Regions from separate parts of the Macaca mulatta genome. Here region 1 is linked to region 2. The links are chromatin contacts, called in public Hi-C maps. All regions are on one chromosome and are shown on one strand. The core of a region is the stretch at or near the end of the contact, and the rest is flanking DNA. Distances in the headings are between cores, read along the strand shown.

Region 1 (5,692 bases), core at 1,364-3,863, 220 kb after region 2:
AAACCCTGTCTATACTAAAAATACAAAAATTAGCCAGCCGTGGTGGTGCATGCCCGTAGCCCCAGCTATTTGGGAGGCTGAGGCAGGAGAATTGCTTGAACCTGGGAGGCGGAGGTTGCAGTGAGCTGAGATCATGCCACTGCACTCCAGCCTGAGCGACAGAGTGAAACTCCGTCTCAAAAAAAAAAAAAAGTATAAACAGCTAAAAGAGACAGTTTTTGGTAAGCTAGCACATTGATCATGCTCTGAATGGCCTTCAATGAACTGATTTAAAGAGCCTGTGAAACCCACCCAAGGCTACAAAGCCAGCATGTAAAATGGCTGAAATTCAAACTCATATAGTCTGGGTCTAGAAGCTGAGTGTTTAGCCTCTGGGTGTAGAGGTGTCATCAAAGGAGGGGGAAGTAGGAAAGGAGGAAGGATCAAAAGATGCCATGGAGAAGGGACACATTTCCAAGGGTCCCATCATAGGGTCTCTTCCTGGCTGCCTCTAGCCTCAGTTCCACAAGGTAGCAGGGCCTGCCTCCTTCTCCCCATCCAAATGCCTCTGGCTACATTCAAAGCCCAGCAGAGAGCAGTCATTGGTTTCCCCATCACATACAGTCTCAGGCTTGCCTACCAGAGGACATAGTAAATATCTCCAGGTATGTAATTTTGCCCACAATAAAAACAACCTTTTTCAATATTGTGCAGGCATCTTAGTTTTTCATTGTGAATCTTCTCATTCCAGAATGCGATTTGGGATCGGCCTAGGAAAGTACATTTCCTGAAAGAAGACCAAGTTTTCCTACAAAGAACAGAAAATTCTTGGGAGATTTAAAAAAACAATTTGTTCAGCCTGAACTCCCCCTTTTCATGTCGGACCTGAGGAATACTGTAAACCAGGGTCAGCAAACTTTTTCTGTAAAGAATTAGATAATAAATGTTTTAGCATTCGTGTGCCCACACAACCTGTCGTGACTACTCAACTCTGCCACATAACTCTGCTCTTGTATTGTGACAGAGTAAACATGCATGGGTATGCCCATGGAGTCCAACGAAGCTTTACGGACACTGAAATATTAATTTCACAGAATTTTCATGTGTCAGGAAATTTTTTATTTCTTTCAACCACTTAAAAATGTAAAAACTATTCTTAGCTCTCAGGCCATACAAAAACAGTTGCCAGGCTGGGTTTGACTCCTCCCAGCTTGCCAACCCCTGGTGGAAATCAACCCACTTAGAGGAAATCCAAAGGGTAGAAACAACTAAAAATTGAAAATTCCTGTTAATGTTAGCAATGTCAAAAATCCAGGAGACCCCAGCTATTCAGGAGACTGAGGCAGGAAGATTGCTTGAGCCCAGGAGTTCCAGGCCAGCCTGGGCAACATGTGAGACCCCGTCTCTAAAACAAAACAAAACAGAAAAAGAAAAATCCAAGAGCTTGGTTTTTGTTTGTTTGTTTTTGAGACAGAGTCTCACTCTGTTGCCCAGGCTGGAGTGCAGTGGCGTAATCTCGGCTCACCGCAACCTCTGCCTCCTGGGTTCAAGCAATTCTCCTGCCTCAGCCTCCTGAGTAGTTGGGATTATGGGCATGCGCACACCACGCCCGGCTAATTTTTGTATTTTCAGTAGAGACGGGGTTTCACCTTGTTGGCCAGGCTGGTCTCCAACTCCTGACCTCAGGTGATCTGCCCGCCTCAGCCTCCCGAAGTGCTGGGATTACAGGCGTGAGCCACCACGCCCTGCCAAGGAGCTTGTTAAGTGATCAAAGGGAGAAAACAGGGTATCAGTAGATGACAGAAAAATTTTTTAGAGAACAAATTTTGCTTTAGACATCCGTCAACTTAAAGAAAGTAGAAAACTGTTTGTAATAAACTGAAATATTTGGGACTGATCTTGATGTCTGCCAAAACATGTAAGAGTGTCAAGATCAGTCCCAAATATTTCAGTTTATTATAAACAAAGACTAGTAAGTCGTCTCTACTATTGGAGAAAAAAAAAGACTGAAATGCAAAAATTCCTGAAAATGAGTAAATAGGGCAAAGATAAAATACTATATAAATGTCTCTGTCAGTTCACAAGACCTTAGCCTGGACAGTCAACGTCCAGTTAGAAATAACGTTTGAAAATTCAGTAAGAGAAAAGGAAGTCCTCTTCTGTAATACTCAGTAAATAATGTTTAAAATTAACATATCTGGGAATATGATAGTAAATAGCTCCCCCAAAAAACTGAAAAAGTTGAAAGCAGTTTTCCTGGAGACAGGAAGTGGTGAGGTAGGTAAATTATGGTTTCATTATTGGCACATAACACTTTGAACTGTGTACATGTGTGATTTTAACACAAATGTTTAAAGATTAAATTTAAGAAAATAAAGTGTGAGCAAGAACTCCATTGCTATGGCAACTCGTGCGGCAGCCGCCTCTTTGTTCTTGGGTTGTTCCTCTCTCAACCGCCCAATTCCTCCGTCCTCGAGCGGCGGCTACGCCCCCTCCAGTGTGAAAGGCTGCGTTTCCGGCCCGTGGGGCTCCAATCAAAATGGGACGCCTGCTAGCGGTAACGGCCAGCCGGAGGGACGCGAAGGCCGGGGCCCCGCCCCCGACAGTAGGGTGTGTGACGTCACTTCCGGCTTCCTTCTGTCTGCTGTCCCTGAGCACGAGCTGTGAGGGGATTCACTTGTGTGCGGAATTCCTCGGAACTATGGTGAGCCTGACCTCCCTGTCTCTTGCCCTGCCCCTGCTTCCCCGTGCTCTTGGCACCCCACTGCTTCCTCTGTCCTGCTGGGGTTGTAGGCTCCGTTTCTGGCTTTCCGGCCCGCCGCACATGGTGCGAGCCGTGGGGCGTGCGGCCTGTGCCAGGCCAGCCGGTGGAGCCCACCACGAAGGGGAGGAGTGGACCGCAAAGCCAGCGTCTCCTGCCCAGGCCTTTGCATAGTCCCGGGAGCCTAGGCCCGCGCCTCACCCCAAGCGAAGAAATTTCTAGTGTGGGACCCGCCCCGCCCTCCCTCTAGGGGCGGAGCCTGGAGCGGCGGGGCCCGAGCCACCCGAGGGTGGAAGATGGAGGCCGCGTTCCCTCGCCCGCATGGCAGGCGTCCCCTCGATGGCAAAAAACCCCTCCCTGCCTCATTCTTAGTTCCACATCGTCTTTTGTCTAGCCGTAGGTAACTGTCAGTCTCGCTGGTGTATAGTTTATACTCCTGGGGCCTTGTAAATCCGAAAAGCCATGTCGCTCTCCTACAAGTCCCTCTCTCCCACTTAAATGCCTTCTCCGATGATGGAAGCTTCATTTGTTTGAAAACATTATTGTAAATGAGTTTTCTCTTAGATATCCACTTGTAAGACAAGTGGAAGGCACCTCAGTGTATGTGTTAGAGTATTGGTACTTAAACGAAATGCCTCTTGGTTTTCTTTTTTAGGCGTCCCTTTCCCTTGCACCTGTTAACATCTTCAAGGCAGGAGCTGATGAAGAGAGAGCAGAGACAGCTCGCCTGGTAAGCCTTGTTCTAACTTTTGTTTTAAAGATAAAACTGGAGGCCAGGTGCGGTGGCTCACTCCTGTAATCCCAGTACTTTGGGAGGCCGAGTTAGGCGGATGAACTGAGGTCAGGAGTTCGAGACCAGCCTGGCCAACATGGCGAAACCCCGTTTCTACTAAAAATACAAAAATTAGTCGGGCGTGGTGACGGGCGCCTGTAATCCCAGCTACTTGGGAGCCTCAGGTAGGAAGATCGCTTGAACCCAGGAGGCGGAGGTTGCGGTGGGCTGAGATCGCACCATTGCACTCCAGCCTGGGGGACAGAGCGAGACTCTGCCTCAAAAAAAAAAAAAAGTAAATAAAGATAAAACTGTACTTGAAGACGGTAAAGTTGATTCTGATAATCTCCTTGGTTTTTACTCCAGACTTCTTTTATTGGTGCCATCGCCATTGGAGACTTGGTAAAGAGCACCTTGGGACCCAAAGGCATGGTAAGAAAAATAGAAAAGTTTTATGTTTTAATATTGTTTTAGAGCCCTTAGTGGAAATATAATTAATAACAAACATTTTAAAATGCTTTTTAATCTTTAGAACGTTTAATTATAAAAGACAAGTATGTTCTTAGTAAAAATCAGAGTCCCCAGAATCACCATCCCCAATCCTATGCCCCTCCTCAGTGACAAGTAGTGTTATAATTTGCATGTACTACTTCTAATTTTCTGTTTATGTAGAATTATGTGTACTTTATTATGTATTTTATACTCATGTAATATATACTGTTTTATAAAACATAGATACTATTTATCAATACTGTTTTGTAGCTTGGTCTTTTAAATTCCTTTCAGTGTAAGTAGATAATACTGCCTCCTCTTTAACTGTCAAATATTATCCTGTACCTTAATTATTTTATAATTTAATTATGGCTGTACTGATAGTTTCTTTCCATTGTTTTTGCAGTTAACAGTGTTGAAACAAAAACTAGTGTCTCCCTGTGCTTCTGATGTTTCTAGGGGTAGATACCACGGTTTGGTTAACATGGTGTATGTATTGAAAACATTTGATGAATGGATACCACAAAATAGCCATCCAGGGTGTTGATAACACTAGCACTGTATGAGAATACTGATTGAACCATGCATTCTTCAAGATGTACTTATATCTTAACTTGAACCAATTATGTTCCCTTTAGGACAAAATTCTTCTAAGCAGCGGACGAGATGCCTCTCTTATGGTAACCAATGATGGTGCCACTATTCTGAAAAACATTGGTGTTGACAATCCAGCAGCTAAAGTTTTAGTTGGTAAGTCTGAATATACTTTTTCACCAACCTAATAATACTATTGGTTAACATTTTTGAAATAACTTTATAAATAGGCTGTGTTGACCAATTGTACTGTCAATTGATATCCACTGGGTTTTAATTATCATTGTTAAAATACAAGCTTCAGGAGTGCCATATATTGGTGGTAAACTGTTGCATTTCAGACCTCAAAGTTCCAAAGAATTTTTTGTATGAGGAACCTTGATAAGTTTAGATTGGTAGTGAATATTTTTGGAGAATTTAGTAAGCAAAGAAGCAATTTTGAGTTAACTAATTTCTTTTTCTAGATATGTCAAGGGTTCAAGATGATGAAGTTGGTGATGGCACTACCTCTGTTACCGTTTTAGCAGCAGAATTATTAAGGGTAAGAGCAACTGAGCAACTCTGTTTTTCCTACTGTTTTTGAGTATCAGAGGTAATCAAGTCCTTACTTCCTCCATCTTTACTGTTGAGTGCTTAATAATTTTCTATTTATAACTTTTATTTTATAACTATTAATAGGAAGCAGAATCTTTAATTGCAAAAAAGATTCATCCACAGACCATCATAGCGGGTTGGAGAGAAGCCACAAAGGCTGCAAGAGAGGCACTGTTGAGTTCTGCAGTCGATCATGGGTTGGTACACCAAAGTTCTACTATTCTAAACATTTAGTGTTCTTTCATAACATGCTTAATGCAGGTAGAAAAATTGTTTTCCTTGAAACCAGTCCCTGGTGCCAAAAAGGTTGGGGACCACTGTTTTAAGGCATTTTTACTAATTTTCCCATTTGCAACTGTATAATATTACTTGTTTTTCACATTCTTTTTATTTATTTATTTATTTTGAGACGGAGTCTCGCTCTTAGAGTTTACCAGGATGGAGTGCAGTGGTGTGATCTCGGCTGACTGCGACCTCTGCCTCCTGGATTCAAGCGATTC
Region 2 (5,036 bases), core at 2,401-4,900:
TGTCACCTAGGCTGGAGTGCAGTGGCGTGATCTCGGCTTATTGCAACCTCTGCTTCCTGGGCTCAAGCGATCCTCCCACCTCAGCCTCCTGAGTAGCTGGGACTACAGGCACGCGTCACCAGGCCTGGCTAATTTTTGTATTTTTAGTAGAGATGGGGTTTTGCCATGTTGCCCAGGCTGGTCTCGAACTCCTGAGCTCAAGCAATCTGCCTGTCTTGGCCTCTCAAATGCTGGATTACAGGCGTGAACCACAGTGCCTGGTCATGCATTTATTTATTTTATCAATATGGACCCATGGTTTCTATTTTATTCAAATCATAAGGAGTTATAGTCCATTACTATTATTTATTTTGATGTTCACACTGTCCTCGATTTGGCCAGTGAGCCTCTGCAAGTTGGCTTCTGTGCCATTTTGACATATTCCCATTATTCTTCAAGCACTTTTTTGTTTTCTGGCACAAGATATTCTAAGGCTCACCTTGTTCCTTCCTTGCTTTCAGAAATGGACTAGGCATTTCTCCAAGGAGCCCTGATTCCTCAAAGTGCATAATAGTATTAAAAACAAGATCTGGGCACTAGGGTGTCACTGTTCCCAGGCCCTATCAGTGAACAGAGCTGGAAGATATATGTATTTACACTATATTTATCTCTACATCTATCTATTTATATTGAAAAGCATGAATCCACACCAGTATCTCCAGTTCTAATCTCACACCACAGGATTCACTCTAGTTTTCTTCTTTTCCATGTTTTAACTCTCTTCTCTGACAGTAAGAAACTTAGCATCCATTACACTCAATATCCTTAAAATGTGTCCTTAGTACATTTATGTATTTGATGGGTTTGCCTGTATGTAACCAATTTCCCAACTCTGCCCAACATTGAGTGCTCTCCACTCAGGCTCTGACATCCCTCAGTGGGTTGCTTCCTTACCCCACACCTGGACACCCTCCTTACCATGATACATCTCTGATTTTATAATATGCTGAACCACTGTACTGATAGGAAGAATAGAAATTTTTCACTCATTCCACTTCTGTATTCTAAACACCTAGAAGAGTGACTGGAACATGGTACATGCTCAATAAGTATCAGTTGATCGAATAAATCTCTTGCTGATTATTTAGTATGTTCCCTCCAAGCTGATCATTCTAAGTTTTCTGTTTTTGAGACAGAGCCTCACTCTGTCGCCAGGCTGGAGTGCAGGGGCGCGATCTCGGCTCACTGCAACGTCCGCCTCCTGGGTTCAAGCGATTCTCCTGCCTCAGACTCCCGAGTACTTGGGACTACAGGCACGCGCAAACACGCCTAGCTCATTTTTGTATTTTTAGTAGAGACGGGGTTTCACCATGTCAGGAGGTCGATCTCCTGACCTCATGATCCGTCCGCCTCGGCCTCCCAAAGTGCTGGGATTACAGGCGTGAGCCACCGCGCCCGGCTTTTTTTTTTTTTTTTTTTTTTTTTTTTTTTTTTTTTAATTAACTCTTCCAGGCCACATGATTCCAGTACAACAGCTTGCGGGGTTCCAAGCCACGTCTTGGCTATGTAAATGCAGCACATAGAGCAGCCATGGGAGGGCAGCAGAGGGCCACTACATAGGTGCCACGTTAGGCTTCAAAATTCTTGGATCATTCTGATGTGATTAAACTAAAAAAGAATGAGTTTATGCATATGGAGATACCCTGAGGTGTACAAAGGATGAGTCAAGGTAGGGGAGAGAGAGTTGAAGAGTGACAGCTGAGAAACAGAGATAGGACATGTCCAGGAAGTGCCAGGATAACCCAACAACACAGGCTGATTGAGGAAATTGCCAGAGATTAGACAAAGTAGACTGAAGAGGGAAAGCAATGTTTGTTGGATATTTTTGTTTTAGTTTTTGATAAATATTTCTTAGTTATACCAACTGTTTTTAATATAATTACGCCCCCAAACCAAATTTCTACTCTTATTCTGGCAAAAGATAAAAATCAATATCAATGTTTGATCATTTTCAAAAGAAACTCAGTTCCTATGTTGGTTGAAATGCAGTGACATTCATATGACAATTGAGCTCTTCATGTGGCACTGATTATAACTAAGCCCTGAGCACATCCCTTGCACTTCTATTTAGTGAAGTCTTTTAAAAAATATTTTCTTCGGCCGGGCGTGGTGTCTCACGCCTGTAATCCCAGCACTTTGGGAGGCCGAGGCGGGCGGATCACGAGGTCAGGAGATCGAGACCATCCTGGCTAACACGGTGAAACCCTGTCTCTACTAAAAATACAAAAAATTAGCCGGGCGAGGTGGTGGGCGCCTGTAGTCCCAGCTACTCGGGAGGCTGAAGCAGGAGAATGGCGTGAACCCGGGAGGCAGAGCTTGCAGTGAGCCGAGATCGTGCCACTGCACTGCGGCCTGGGTGACAGAGCGAGACTCCGTATCAAAAAAAAAAAAAAAAAAAAAAATCTTCAACATTGTTAAATGGAATTACTGAAAATCACAATCAGCAATATTTTCTACTCTTTTAGCTTATTTTTAAAAAATACTTACCTCCATGCTTTTCAATATTACACTTACATTGCTTCTTCTTGATTTTTCCATTTTAAGATATTGACTTCCCACTATGGAAGTTAAAGATTAAGCTCTATTTCCTTCTCCTCCAACCCCATCAAGCATAGTACCTTTCTCCAAAGCCCATCCTTCCAAATGTAATTCTATTTTTGGGGGAGCGGGGGATCAATAGTCAGTATTTATGTAACCATAAATACAATTACTTTCTTTTCTTACGCAAGATTTTGTTTTCCCTAGAATTAATGGCTGCATAATTCTTACAGCCGCTTAGTTTTCTGTGTACCTGTCATGAGTTAAACTCCCAAACTCTCCGTCAAATCTCCTCTTGAGGATTCAACGCCAGCTGGAATTGTGTCAATTCCATCCTTCTAAAGCAGTGTCTCCCAAAGATTTCTGACCGAATCTAATCTGGATGCGTTGCCGTCTGTGCCTGTACACAGCTATCGTCCCCGGGGCTCTTTCAGTATCATCTTGGGATCTTATTATTTTCTGTGTTTATTATTTATTGTATTTCCTGTATTTCATAATTTCCTCCTTCTTGGCTTATTCCCTCATTTTGGTGGATCAGATCTACAAGATCTTCCTGGAAGTACTGAGAAAAGTAAGATAGGTACTATTTTTTATGTGTAGTGATTTAGCACATCTGAAACTCTATTCACACACTAGATTGGTAGTTGGATGAGTATTGAAGACTAAATCGTAAGTAATTTTCCCTCAGAGTTTTGAAGACAGTACCGTATGGCTTCCTAGAATCTACCTGAGCAATCTGAAGCCACTCTGATTCCACAGTCTTTATAACCTGGAAGGGTGTGGGGTCTCTTTATTCTCGATGTTCCGAAAATTCACAATGATATGCTTTGACATGGATGCTTTAATATTTGTGCTGGGTGCTTGGTAGGATCTTTCAATGTGGAAACTCATATTCTTAACATCTGGACAACTTTCTGAACTCATTTATTATTTCCTTCCTTTCATTTTTTTTGGTTTGGAACTCCTGTACTGGTCTTGCGATGTGACTGCAGCCGCCAGGCGCGTGCGCAGTGTACACTGCGTGCGCACACGCGAGCCCGTTGCGCCTGCGCACGGTGCCGCCGTCGCCCCTCCTTCCGCTGCGCTCTCCACCTGCGCGGGGCTGAATGGCCTTTGGGAGCGCTGTCGGCCTGAGGAGTTGACGGTTAGTCAGCGTTACAAGCCTTAGTAACTCGCCCTCCCTCGGCCAGAAACCCTCCGCCTGGGCCCGCGCGAGAGGAGCGCGGCCTCTGAGGGGAGCGGCGACCCCGCCAGCCCCGGTCTCTTTCCCTGGCGGCGGCGGCTTCTTCCGTGGGACAATATGTTCAAGAGAATGGCCGAATTTGGGCCTGACTCCGGCGGGAGAGTAAAGGTCAGTGCCCGGACCGCCCCTCTTCCGGGGTGGCTCTCCCGCCCCGGCTCCTCCCTGAGCGGCACGGGGAGGTCGCACTGGGTTTCCTTTCGCGCCTTCTCTCCTAGGGTTTGAACCGTGGTTTCAAGGCGGAGAGCGAGTCAGAGCCATTGAGTGAAAAAACGGCGTTCATTGGGCCCCAACTTCCTCGCGTCACTGCCAACTCCCATCCCCGCCAAAAACCAAACAAATCAGTGGTGGCTTGGGGAAACCTGGACGTGGCTGCCGAGGAAACGTGCGAGTCCGAGGGCTGGGAAAGCTCAGCTTGGTGCACATTCGCTGCCAATCTAGGTTATTGGTAAAGCGGTGACGCCACCCCCCTGGTGTGAGGATAACAATAACTAGCCAACAGTCGCTGAGCGCTCACCCGCAGTATTTCCAAGTGCGGTAACTGAGGCACCGAGGCATACGAAGGCTAAGAAAATTTGCCGGAGTTCATGGTGTTCAGAAAGCCCCAAAGCAGGGGCATAACACTGCCTGGCACATGGGGAACATTCAGTAAATGTCAACTTATTTTGTTTTTAGTGAAATTATCATAGAGCCTAGCGTAATGTTTGACATTGTGTCATTTCCCTCACACATCCCCTGGCACGTTAATTTTTTTTTTTTTTTTTTTTTTGAGACGAAGTGTCGCTCTTGTTGCCCAGGCTGGAGCGCAATGGCGCGATCTCGGCTCACTGCAACCTCCGCCTCTCGGGTTCAAGCGATTCTCCTGCCTCAGCCCCCCAAGTAGCTGGGATCACAGGTGCCCGCCACCACGCCCGGCTAATTTTTGTATATTTAGTAAAGACAGGGTTTCACCATGTTGACAGCCTGGTCTTGGAACTTCTGACCTCACGTGATCCACCCACCTCGGCCTTCCAAAGTGGTGAGATTACACGTGTGAGCCACCGCGTCCGGCCCTGCACGTTGATTTTTAAGGCAGGGCCCACTGGCTCCTGATAAAACAACTATTTGTACCCCATCTGATTTTTATTTGTAGAGGAAAGGAAATTTTTCTTTAAAAAGAATCAACCATGGCCGGGCGCGGTGGCTCACGCCTGTAATCCCAGCACTTTGGGAGGCCGAG

The links. Hi-C and Micro-C count contacts between places; a contact is called where the count stands out from the background.
Region 1: a Hi-C map of blood shows a contact between it and region 2, with 2.6 times the contacts expected there. The contact joins the promoter of CCT2 here to the promoter of YEATS4 in region 2. A contact is called at or near these places in 4 of 14 Hi-C or Micro-C datasets (CD4 T cells, blood, cortical neurons and 1 more).

The regions. Positions count from the first base shown.
Region 1 is chr11:76,711,600-76,717,291 of T2T-MMU8v2.0, forward strand. CCT2 (chaperonin containing TCP1 subunit 2) reads left to right here and starts at 2,614. Exons shown (of 16, transcript NM_001261311.1): 1 at 2,614-2,683; 2 at 3,396-3,470; 3 at 3,879-3,944; 4 at 4,643-4,754; 5 at 5,063-5,139; 6 at 5,277-5,389. The coding sequence starts at 2,681.
Region 2 is chr11:76,490,154-76,495,189 of T2T-MMU8v2.0, forward strand. It overlaps YEATS4 (YEATS domain containing 4), which reads left to right and starts at 3,651. Exons shown (of 8, transcript XM_077954706.1): 1 at 3,651-3,928. The coding sequence starts at 3,878.